2 separate regions of the Mus musculus genome follow, and region 2 is linked to region 1. A link is a contact called in public ChIA-PET data. All regions are on one chromosome and are shown on one strand. The core of a region is the stretch at or near the end of the contact, and the rest is flanking DNA. Distances in the headings are between cores, read along the strand shown.

The links. ChIA-PET counts read pairs in DNA pulled down with a chosen protein or histone mark.
Region 2: an RNA polymerase II ChIA-PET map of memory CD8 T cells shows a contact between it and region 1, with 7 read pairs. The contact joins the promoter of Thsd1 here to the promoter of Kat6a in region 1. A contact is called at or near these places in 4 of 39 promoter capture datasets (the HPC-7 cell line, cranial neural crest, liver and 1 more) and 1 of 115 datasets of contacts at active chromatin or transcription factors (memory CD8 T cells).

Annotation. Positions count from the first base shown.
Region 1 is chr8:22,858,279-22,863,305 of GRCm38.p6, reverse strand. Kat6a (K(lysine) acetyltransferase 6A) reads right to left here and starts at 3,760. Exons shown (of 18, transcript NM_001081149.2): 1 at 3,674-3,760; 2 at 1,704-1,789; 3 at 505-1,418. The coding sequence starts at 1,104. It overlaps Gm46036 (a long non-coding RNA gene), which reads left to right and starts at 2,867. Exons shown (of 3, transcript XR_001778526.2): 1 at 2,867-3,052.
Region 2 is chr8:22,225,071-22,230,682 of GRCm38.p6, reverse strand. Thsd1 (thrombospondin, type I, domain 1) reads right to left here and starts at 3,380. Exons shown (of 5, transcript NM_019576.2): 1 at 3,254-3,380.

The sequences.
Region 1 (5,027 bases), core at 2,511-5,010:
GTCTCAAAAAAATAAAAAATAAAAAACAAAAAGATACAAATCAAAATATAACACATGATAGGAAGCTGTTTAAAACACAGAATTGGGAATGACTGATTTGCTAGCCCCTACTATGGATCACAAGAATCTGCCTCATTCCTGTGTAATGATAGACTAAAACAAAACAGAAAAAAAAAAAGAAAAACTCCGTAGAGTAAGTCACTTCTTTCAGAGTCAAGTCTCCAGCATTTCTAAGTTCATCAAGTTGCAACAGTAAGGTACTATAGAACCTTCAATCTAAAGTTTGCATGCTAAGCTAAATGCGTTCTTGTAGTTGTCAACACTCTATACTCTGAACAGAAAGCTTCAAAGACTTTAAAGTACTACAACTATTAAAACCTATTCAGTTTTCACAGCTAGAGCTCCCAAAAGCCCCCAAGCTTTGACTGTGTACATAACTTCCCAGGACCGTGAACGTGACTCCTATGCTACTGCCCTGTGAACACTGGTGCTAACGTTCCTTACCTTGTCTTTCTCGTGTGGAAGCAGTGACACGGGAGGTAAACACGAGAGCGACTCACAGCCCTCTTTCCCTTCAGCACTGGCTGCCTTAGTGTTGAGGCGGTAGAGGGGTCCATCTTTGAGGAGTCGGCCATGACCAACAGCACGCTTGATGGCCAATCGTAGCTGCTGGTGAAACCCAGGGGCAGCACTACCTCCACAGGCAGCAGATACATCCTTCTGGCTTTTCAAAAAACGTTCGATACTTTTCAAAGTTGAGCCACCAGTCTCTGCCAAGCCCTCAAATGCCCGCTTGAGTAATTTATTCCAATCCACACTTTGCTTAGTATCCAATTTTCCATGGTTCCGAGGTTTAGGAAGTGCTATTCGCCCAGGATTATCAGGATCTTTGTAGGAATTGAGACCTTTGTTTGAGACCTTTAAAATCGTCCCGTCTTTGACGCTCAGCTCCAGCTGCTCTAGCACAGTCCTGCGGTCCAGCCCATGGGATGAGGACACGGCATTGCAGATCCTTTCCTCTGAAGGTCGCTGTTTCTGCTTCTTGACTTTTTTGATGGCCTCCAAAATCCACTCCGTGTACAGCGGGTTAGCGAGTTTTACCATGGTGAAGGATTCTGTATATCCATAGAGTCGTTATCCCTTATCCTGATGCTGAGTAAGTCTTACACCATGGAAAACAGGATTCTCGGAGGATGGGAACCAGTTAACCATAGCATACAAGATTTCTGGCCTGAGTCTTCCCTCCTTTCACAAAATAGATTTACAGCCTACTTTTACCTCAGAAATCAAAACGCCTGGTTTTTCTGTCGTATCTTCAAAATCCTCACTATCACAACGCATTGGTGTCTACTCCACACACACTCCTGGGTTCCACACATCTCATTCCCGGCTTCAAGCAGAAAGTGAGTATCTTAAGCCTGAGAAGAAATTAAAATAATGTCAGTTTTCTATCAAGGCCTGCTCTGTGAATAAGTTATCAAATGAAACCTCCTAGTCGCGTCTTAAAGCAGTGTGTTTAACAACACTCTCAAGAGCTTAAATACAGCACTATCAATACAGTCAACTGGAAACCACGGGAATAAAAACAGAAGGAGAAGAAGCTGAGTAGTTAAAGTAAAATGAGGAACTAAAGATGTCTACAAACGACCTCAGCCGTAACTAACCGGAGGAGTGCTAGTTAGTCCTCCGCAATCTGTGCTCACCAGTCTAGGGGGTCAACTCGTCCTCCACATTGTCCCCAAGAAACTATTCAGCACTTCAACAAGTATCTGGATTAGTAGGAAGAATCCTGCAACAAAAGCAAAAGTGGATCAGCTTTCAAAATTCCAGTGGATAGGAAACAGACAGTAAGCTCTGCAGAAACCACTAACAGCAATCTGATCAGTTCCTACACGAAAGAAAATAAACCTGCTTCACACACCACAATACGGAGAGTAATGCAAACGAAAACAGCTTAGTGTCAAAGTGTGTAAGGAATTTCATTCAAACTTTCACCAATACCCATACACTGAAGGAAATGACAACTGTCAAACATAATCTACAGATAAACTAGAAATAAGAAAGGCCTAGAATCATTTGGATCAAATGCAGATACATGTAAAATCGTACAATACAGAAAACAAGTAACTGCCTATGATCTGATAAAAATGTAAATTTGAGATTGCTATCTCAGAATGTACATTAGTCAATAAAACAAAAACAAATATACTACTACCTCTGAACTTGTTCCTCCAAAACTAAGTGTAACTTTGAACTTCTCATGTTTTGGAGCACGTGTACAATATAAACACAGCAAAAAAGGGGCGGGGGCACCCCTTCAGCAACTATTCCCAACAGTGTGCAGGCAAACGGGAGACTAATACATGAGGAATGAAATAGTACTAGTAAGAAAAAAAGCATTAGCACCCGGGGCCAAAATGTATTTCAAAATTAGCTAACTAAAAGAAGTACCCCCCTCCCCAGGAGGGGTGCTTCATATTAGTGGAGGTTTTACGAGGACAAACATCAGAATTATTACCCAAGGGATGTTTCTGATATAGACACTAACTTTAAAGTAACCAGGACTAAGACCTAAGAAGGTGGGAACACCCTATGTGGCTGAGTTTTCAGGTGAAAAAGAATGAATGACAGTCACACATTGTCTTTCCGGCCGGAAGTTTCCCCAATCTGCGAGTCTGCACAAACCAACGCTCTGAAGATCTGAACCCTAACTCTCAGAAAGTACACTCGCGAGCTAGAAAGAAAGACCAGCCGGGCTCGCAAAGCCCTTCCCGCTCTCTCTCCCAACCCAAAACACATCTGCGCGCGCCCTCGATTTAAAGCCCAAGGAACTTTAAAAAAAACTTGAAGCGGCAGAGCCCCGCAGTTTGCCAGCGGACCGCTTCGCCGGTCCCATTCTATGGAAACACAGCCCGGAGAGTAAGTTAACAATGAAATCACGTGGAGTTAGGAGCATAGTAAGCTCTAGCCCCAGCTCCTCCGAGCTCTTCGCTCCAAGGGGTCGGCTCAGAAGAGCAGCAAGGGGGACACCGGCTGTGACGGAGCCTGACAGGTAGGGCAGGTCCGGCCCAAAGTCGCGGAGCTCTTGACAGGCAAGCCCGCCGCCACCCGTCCCGGCTAGGGGCTGACAGTCCGACAGACACAACACCACACGTGCTGCCTGCTCCAGACCACTGCACCCACCAGGCTGTCACCCTGCACCGCTCAACCCCGCTCGGATCTCCGCGCACTCCGCACAGCCCGGAGTGCGCGCCCGCCCGGCGCCGGGAGCGGCGGGAGCGGCGGGCGGGCGGGCGGACGGACGGCGGGCGCGCCCCCGAGGGAGAGCGGGCGAGCCCGCACAGCAGCCCCAGGCTCCGCGGCCTGGCTGCTCGGCGCCAGGGAGCCCCGGCTCCCGGAGTGGGCCGCCGGCGGAGCTAGGGCGGCGGCGGCGGCGGGCCCGTCGGCGCGAGCCCGGAGGGCGGGCGCGGGCCGGGCCGCGGAGTCGGACGCGAGGGGGCGGCCGCGGCGCCCAGCCCGAGGCCTGGCGCAGAGCAGCGGGGAGGCGGCGCAGGCCGCGGCGGGGCCTGCAAGCGGCCCGCCGTCCCCGCGAGGCGCCGAAGCAGACTCCGGGGCGGCCTAGCCTCGGGCTCGGCAGCTGGGAGCGACCGGGGGCGGCCCCTCGGCTCCTTACCTGGGGGGAAGACAGCCGGGATCCCGGGGGCCCGGGCCGGACCGCGGAGATGCCCCAAACTGACACGGCCGCCATCTTGGAGACAGTGAGCTCCGACTGGGGGGAGGGGAGGCCAAGCGGCGGAACAGCCGCGGGGGGAGGGGAGCGTCGCGAGGGAACGGCTGCCTGGGGAGGGAGCGGGAACAGCCTGCGCGGGCGGGCGGGAGGGAGGGAGCGGAGGAGCGCGGGAGGGGGGCGGCCGGTAGCTGGAAGAGCCGGCTCGTCGCCGGGAAGGGCCGGAGGGCGGGGCCACGGGGGGCGGGGTGGAGGGAGCCGCTGGGCGGGTCACGTGGGGCGGGTACAAAAGGCCGAAGCCCGGGTGGAAGCGGGAGTTGGCCGGGCTGGAGGCCAACAGCTGGGGGCGTCCCCTCCTCCTTTCTCACGCGCAGCGATCGGGCAGAATGGCGAGGCCACAGGCGGAAGGTGCACCCGGATTATACAGCCCGGGAAACTTGGAGCGGGCGGGCGGGCGGGCGGGCGGGCGGGCGGGCGCTTGGGTGGGGCGGCTTCGGCGCGACGCCGAAACCTCGGAGCTAGGAAGCTCGGAGCTCCCGGCGCGCGGCGTCCGCCCGGGTTCCCAGGCCCTTGTTAGCGCCCGGGGGCGTGCACCCGCGGCTGCCTTGCAGGGTCGGGGACACACACACACACACACACACACAGTGGCTTCGGGAGCTCCGTGGCTGGGCGGGGGAACGCGGGTGGCAGGAGTTCCTTCTTTTGCCTTCGCCTTTCTGCTCACTCTGCACTCCAGCTGCTCATCCCCCCGTGGTTCAAAGAATAGTCTGGCTAGAAAGGGGAGAGGGCACGAAGTTGGACACTCCTTGTCAGCCAACAAGATGCCCACCTAGGGCACTTGACTGACCCCCCTGCCCGCAAGTCACTAAACCTTGGAAACATGTTTATAAGAAACACCACCCACCGAGCTCGGTTTCTAGGACTTGGACAAGGTCACACAGCTATTATGGCACGGTTGCTTGTGGAACCTGGGTCTTTCTCTTCTTTTCCTACCCTGTGCAGTTTGATGGCTGAACCGCAGAGACTCTTGGCTAGGGCAAGCCTCTCCGCTACTGGCTACCTGTTTCTTTGTCTTTGGTCCACTAGAAACTCTTGAGATTGAGTCCCACACACACATACCCCTTCCCTGGAAAGACGTTAAAGCTCAACAGCTTGAGACTTGTATTGCTGCTACCCTTGCACTTGGTTTATGTCCCCTTCCTAGACTGTTAACCCCCCGCCACCTCATTTTATCATAGCTTTACCAAAAAGGAAAAAAACACCTGCTAGTCGCTGCCATAACTTTGATATTACTTTGTTG
Region 2 (5,612 bases), core at 2,131-4,630, 630 kb after region 1:
CCAGACAAAGTAGACACAAAGTCTCACTCCTAACCAAGACACCATTAGCAACTAAGTTCCTGCCGGGAAGGAAAATCAGGTTTTTCTGATGGAGTCACTGGGTATATCAGCTATACTCTATGACTGACCCTGACTCATGAGTAGCTGGTCAATACAAAACGAACTCTGTGGGTTGTGTGTGCTTTTTGTTTTGTTTTTGGTAATTTTCTTAATCACTTTTTTTAATGCTTGTTTGTTTTGATTTTTGTTTTTGTTTTTGTTTTGTTTTGTTTGAGAGGCAGAAAAAGAGAGCATGAAATTGGTTGGAGAGAAAAGTCAGAGAAGCTGGGGGGGGGGGGAGAATGTGATTAAAACACATGGTACGATAAAATTATTTTTATGCAGAGAGTGAGAGATCTCGGAACACTCAGCCTTAAATGGGATGTCTCCATCAAATCCCTCCCCTCAGGGCTCAGGGAACTGAGAATGAGAAGACAGAAAGACTAGAAAGACAGGGGCTGAGGGACATCAATGAATTGAGGCCTTCTAGATACAGCAGGGCTGGTACCCATGTGAACTCACAGAGATGGAGGATGTATCCACAGGTCCTGCACAAGTCTACATCAAATGGGATCTGAGAGCTGAGAGAAGTGGACATAGTCCCCATCCCTAACTCAGAAGCCATCTCCAACTGATAGCCACTTGCAAATGAAAATGTAGTTTTCTCCAAGGGAGTCTCACTGGGGAAACTAACCACGCTTAAGGGTAAGACCCTATGTCCAGCAGTAGATGGCCAACACAAAATGAACTCAGTGCTATCTTTGGAGGGTCTTTGTTTCATTATGCTAAGTCACGGCTCTTTTTATTTTTAGCCTTACAGTTCCTTTGCATATATATTGTGTTTCTTCTGGTTTTGAGTGTTGCTAGGACCCCTGTGAGTATGAATGTGAATGTGTGTGTCTCTTTGTCTCTGTGCATTTCTTGTTCTTTTTCTCTGGTTCTTTTTCCTGTTTGGTTATTTTGTTATATGTTGATTTGTTTTTCTTACATGTTATTTTATTATTATTCCTTAGTTGCCTGTTTTCTAATGAGAGACAGAAAGGGTGTAGTAGATCTGGATGGGAGGGGAGGTAGGGAGGAGGAACTGGGAGGAGCAGGGAAGAGGAAACTGTAATCAGGATACATTGTATGAGGGGAAAATATCTATTTTCAATAAAAGAAAAAATGTTTTTAATTTTTAACAAAATGAGAAACAAAACAAAACAATAGACACTCAGTATATTACAACTTTATGTGAACTCTATCTGGCCTTGCTTTTCTTGTTTGGGTAGTCTATGGAGAAAACAGACAAATAAAAATTACCTTCCCCTGTCAGCCTTCCAATGAGTGGTGCTGATATGCATCAGGGGATGGTTGATTCATGCAGCAATCTTCCCAGACCACGTAGGTGGGCAAGGGAAGACCTTACTGGCCTGAGGTTCATGGTGAATTGTAGGAAGGGATACTGTACCTGGATAGAAATACTAGAGTACTACAGAATAAGCCTTGGGTCGCTTAAAGGTAGTTTCTTTGTACTAGAATCTAGTAATCCAACTGCTCTATTAAGCATAACCAAAAAATATGCTTTCTTAATGCTTACTGTCCCTTGTTATTCATAGATAACAGTTTCTTTGTGGCCTCATGTGGGCCACGAAAGCTCTCTACCACTGAAGCGCATCTCTACCCGTGTATAACTTTGCAAACACAGACTCCATACCTTCTGATAGAAGACAGAATTAACAGAGTTAAGCAGGCAGATTGAAACAAGCCACCACTCAGTGGGAAGGAAGCTGGTGTGTCTCTATTAGCTTTTGTTCAGTAAGAGCTAGGAGAACAAAGGAAACTCTGCACTTCCTGAAAACGAAGGGGTGGGGGTTGCAGCTTAACTATGCAGATGATTGGCCTCCCTTCCTTTCCTCAGCGCATCAAAAAAGGAAATTCTGTTTTAGTGGAAGTCGCCTTGGATTTGATCTAATCATTACCTTGAATTTGGATGGGGAACACGACTTTAAGACTTCAGATGAAAGACTCAGAGGAAGCATCCCATGGTGGCCCCAGCATCTGTAGCTCCCCCCAAAATCTGAGGCAGGAGGATGGCTTAAGCCTAGGAGTCTGAGACCAGCCTAGACAACATAATAGGACACCACCTAGCAGCGGCCTCCGGAAAGGTGAACTCAGCTTTCTTGGATGGCTTGCTTCTCGGAGATAATATTCTTCTTAAAACTCTTTCTCATCACTGATTCTGTGATTGCATTTTCTTGCTTATGAAGATGGGTGGTTAAATACAGACCTGTGTGATGATCTGTACTTAGAGCTGGACAGAGATGGAATTATAGAACGCAGTCTACCTGAGCATTAGGGCATGCACTATGATGATGATTATAATAAGCCTCTAAAATGGGAGGGGGCACTACTGATTATTACCTTTTTTCACCACGTCCCCAATTCCCTGAGTAGTTGCTGAGTAAAATGTTTGGTGCTGAGAATCATTTTAAGAAAGTAGGAAAGTGGGAACATTTTCAAGATGTTTGAAATGCTTTGTATAGGGCTTGGGTGGTAGAGGACTTGCCTAGCATGTGAGAGACCCTGGGTTTGAACCTTTGGAGCTAAGAAAAACAGTAAAAGTCCCAGCCGAGAAAGTGGAGAAAAGTGTGTGTGGATATTCTCAATGGCTAACAGAATCACCCCCTCCCCCCCTTAAAGCCAAGCTTTTCAGAAAGCAGCTAAATGATTCATAGCCGACAACAAAGGAAAATTAATTTATATCCACAGGACATCGTTAAAGAATAAAAGGAGGAAAATAAAAGAATAGAAGGAGAAACAAAGTAATTTCACAAGCAAGGCTTCTGTGTATAGATCCAGGAATAATGTCTGTTAGGAGGCAATCTGGATCCCAGAGCTGCGCTTCTGAACAAGCTTTCTCTATCCCAACCATGGGGTGAGCTGTGCGTCCCCCGTGAAGCCCTGCTCTCCTACCAACTCACTTTCCAGAGGTGCTTCAAGTTCCCGGGTGCAAACCCAGTCCAGTGGTAGTCAGCATAAAACTTGTTACTGAGGTCATTGCTTATTGTTAGTATCCCAGAAAGAGACTTTTGGAAAGCCACAAACGTATGTCGCAACGTTGAGTTTCCAAAGGTTCCAATCTGAACTCCTGCCTTTGAGAGTCCCGTCATTCGGCCACGCCTGCGCCAGGTGCCCGCCCTGGTGGTGGGCCACCTGAGCTTCGGATCCTTACCTCGGGTCGGGTCTGTCTGGCACGGCGGAAGTGAGAGGGGAGCCTCAGCGGCCACAGGGTGACTGACCGAGCATCTCCCGTCCCGCAGCTGCACGCCCGCCCGGGTCCAGAGCTCCGGCACGCTCCCAGGCTGCCGGGACCACGCCCCGAGGCGGGCTCTCAGAGGGCGGGGGTCAAGCGCAAGAGGTCCGCCCCGCTCCCACTCCTGGGCAGCGCATCTTCCTTTCCTGCCCGCCCCTAGCTTGCCCTGTGGAGAGGAAACCTGCAGGAAACTCTGGGTCCAGAGGCCCTGCTAGGAGGTGTGGTCGCTGCTAGTGCAGCACGTATTTACACCCACAGTCCACTTCCCGCTGCAAAGACCCAGTGCTTTAAGAGAGAGCCAGCAGCCTTGCACTTAAACCATTCACTTCTCCCCCATGTCATTTTCTTTTGGAGGGTGATCACAAGAAGAGCCAAAAAGTGGTATGGGTAATTTCTAAACTTGCTCCCCCAAATGTCACTGGAGTTTGAAAGGAATATACTTCAGATAAAGCGCATTTTCCTTTCTCTTCCTCTGGAGCAAAACTTGGTTAATTAAACATTTTAAAAATAAACATTTAAAAAAGTCTATTCTACAAGTATTTTCTTTCTGAAAGAACCGGAGGCTACGTTTCACGTGGTTTAACAGCTGCACTTGCCATCCAGCGCTGTGCAGTGAGCTTTCTTTTGCGTGTAACAACCACTTAACAGACAAATTTAGTAATAGAAATCAGCATAGCCTCTAGATGGCCAGCACCCAGCAAGAGGTACCAGGAAACTCTCGAGGAGTGAAGCATGTTAGGACCGAGTTGTGTGGATTTACTGTGCATGTGTCAGACCCATGAGACTGGATGTGGGGCATGTGCCTGTAATCTCAGGAACTGGGGAAACAGGATTTCACATACCTGGTCAGCCTGGACTGTACAAACGAGAGCCTGTTCCTGGAGGCAGACTGTGGGCGAGGCACTACATACAGAGCAGCAGCGGAGCTCTTGCTTAGCAAGTTGGTGAGGGGGAGCCAATGGTTGGCTTGTAAATTTCGCCTCAAGTTTGGAGATTATGCCAGTTGCAGAAAGTTGATCTTAAAAGACAGCGCAGTCACTTAGATGCCATCAAAGGTCAAGTTTTTCTAGGGAGTAATCAACCAAGTGACCAAGGAAGTTCTCACTGCCGTCAATACGATCTGCTCTGTCATTCATCAGCTCAAGGTAGGATCCCTTTCAAATTCGTGCCTGCCATATGAACATCAGATAGTTCCTGGGACTATTGGTTTTGAAAACAAAAAACAAAATGCAATTTAAAAAAATCTCAATGGAAGCGCCTGTGTAGAGTTCAGCGGGTAAAGTCTTATGGTCGCACTTGGTGATTCCAGGTAGCCCTGAGTTGCCCAATCCCAGCTTTCCTCTGCAATAAAAGGAATATAGCAGTTAAAGTTTTGTGGGGAGTCAGTGAAACACAAAAGGCACCTTGCTCTGTATTAACCTTCCCAAGGACACTCTCACCAAAAAAAGGTCACTTTTTGGTTGTGAGACTTAAATCTTACATGCATTTTAAAAATAGCAGCCTTGTCTCCTGAGAGGCTCTGCAGTGCCTGACAAATACAGAGGTGGATGCTCACAACCATCCATTGGACGGAGCACGGGGTCCCCAATGAAGGAGCTAGAGAAAGTACCCAAGGAGCGGAAGGGGTCTGCAACCCTATAGGAAGAACAATATGAACTAACCAGTACCCTCCAGAGTTCTCTGGGACTAAACCACCAACCAAAGAAAACACATGGTTGGGACTCATGGCTCTAGCCGCATATGTAGCAGAGGATGGTCTAGTCGGTTATCAATGGGAGGAGAGGCCTTTGGTCCTGTGAAGGTTCTATACCCCAGTGTAGGGGAATGCCAGGGCCAGGAAGCGGGATTGGGTGGGTTGGTGAGCAGGGAGAGGGGGAAAGGGGTGGGGGTTTTCAGAGGGGAAACCAGGAAAGGGGATAACATTTGAAATGTTAAAAAAACAAAATGTAATAAAAAATCCTTTAAAAAATGTATCAGCCTTATTGAAATGTCTCATCATTTTAAATTATAGTTCATGAGAAACTGACTATCCTGGCTAGTTTTATGTCATCTTAACACAAGCTAGAGTCATCTGAAACCTCAATTAAAAAAAAATGCTTCCATAAAAATCACACTATAGGCAAGCCTATATAGCTCATTTCCTTAATTAGTGATTGATGGGCCCATTGTGGGTGGGGCTATCCCTAGGCTGATGGGTCTGGGTACTATGAAACAGCAGACTGAGCAAGCCAGTAAGCAGCACCCTCCGTGGCTTTGCATCAGCTCCTGCCTCCAGATT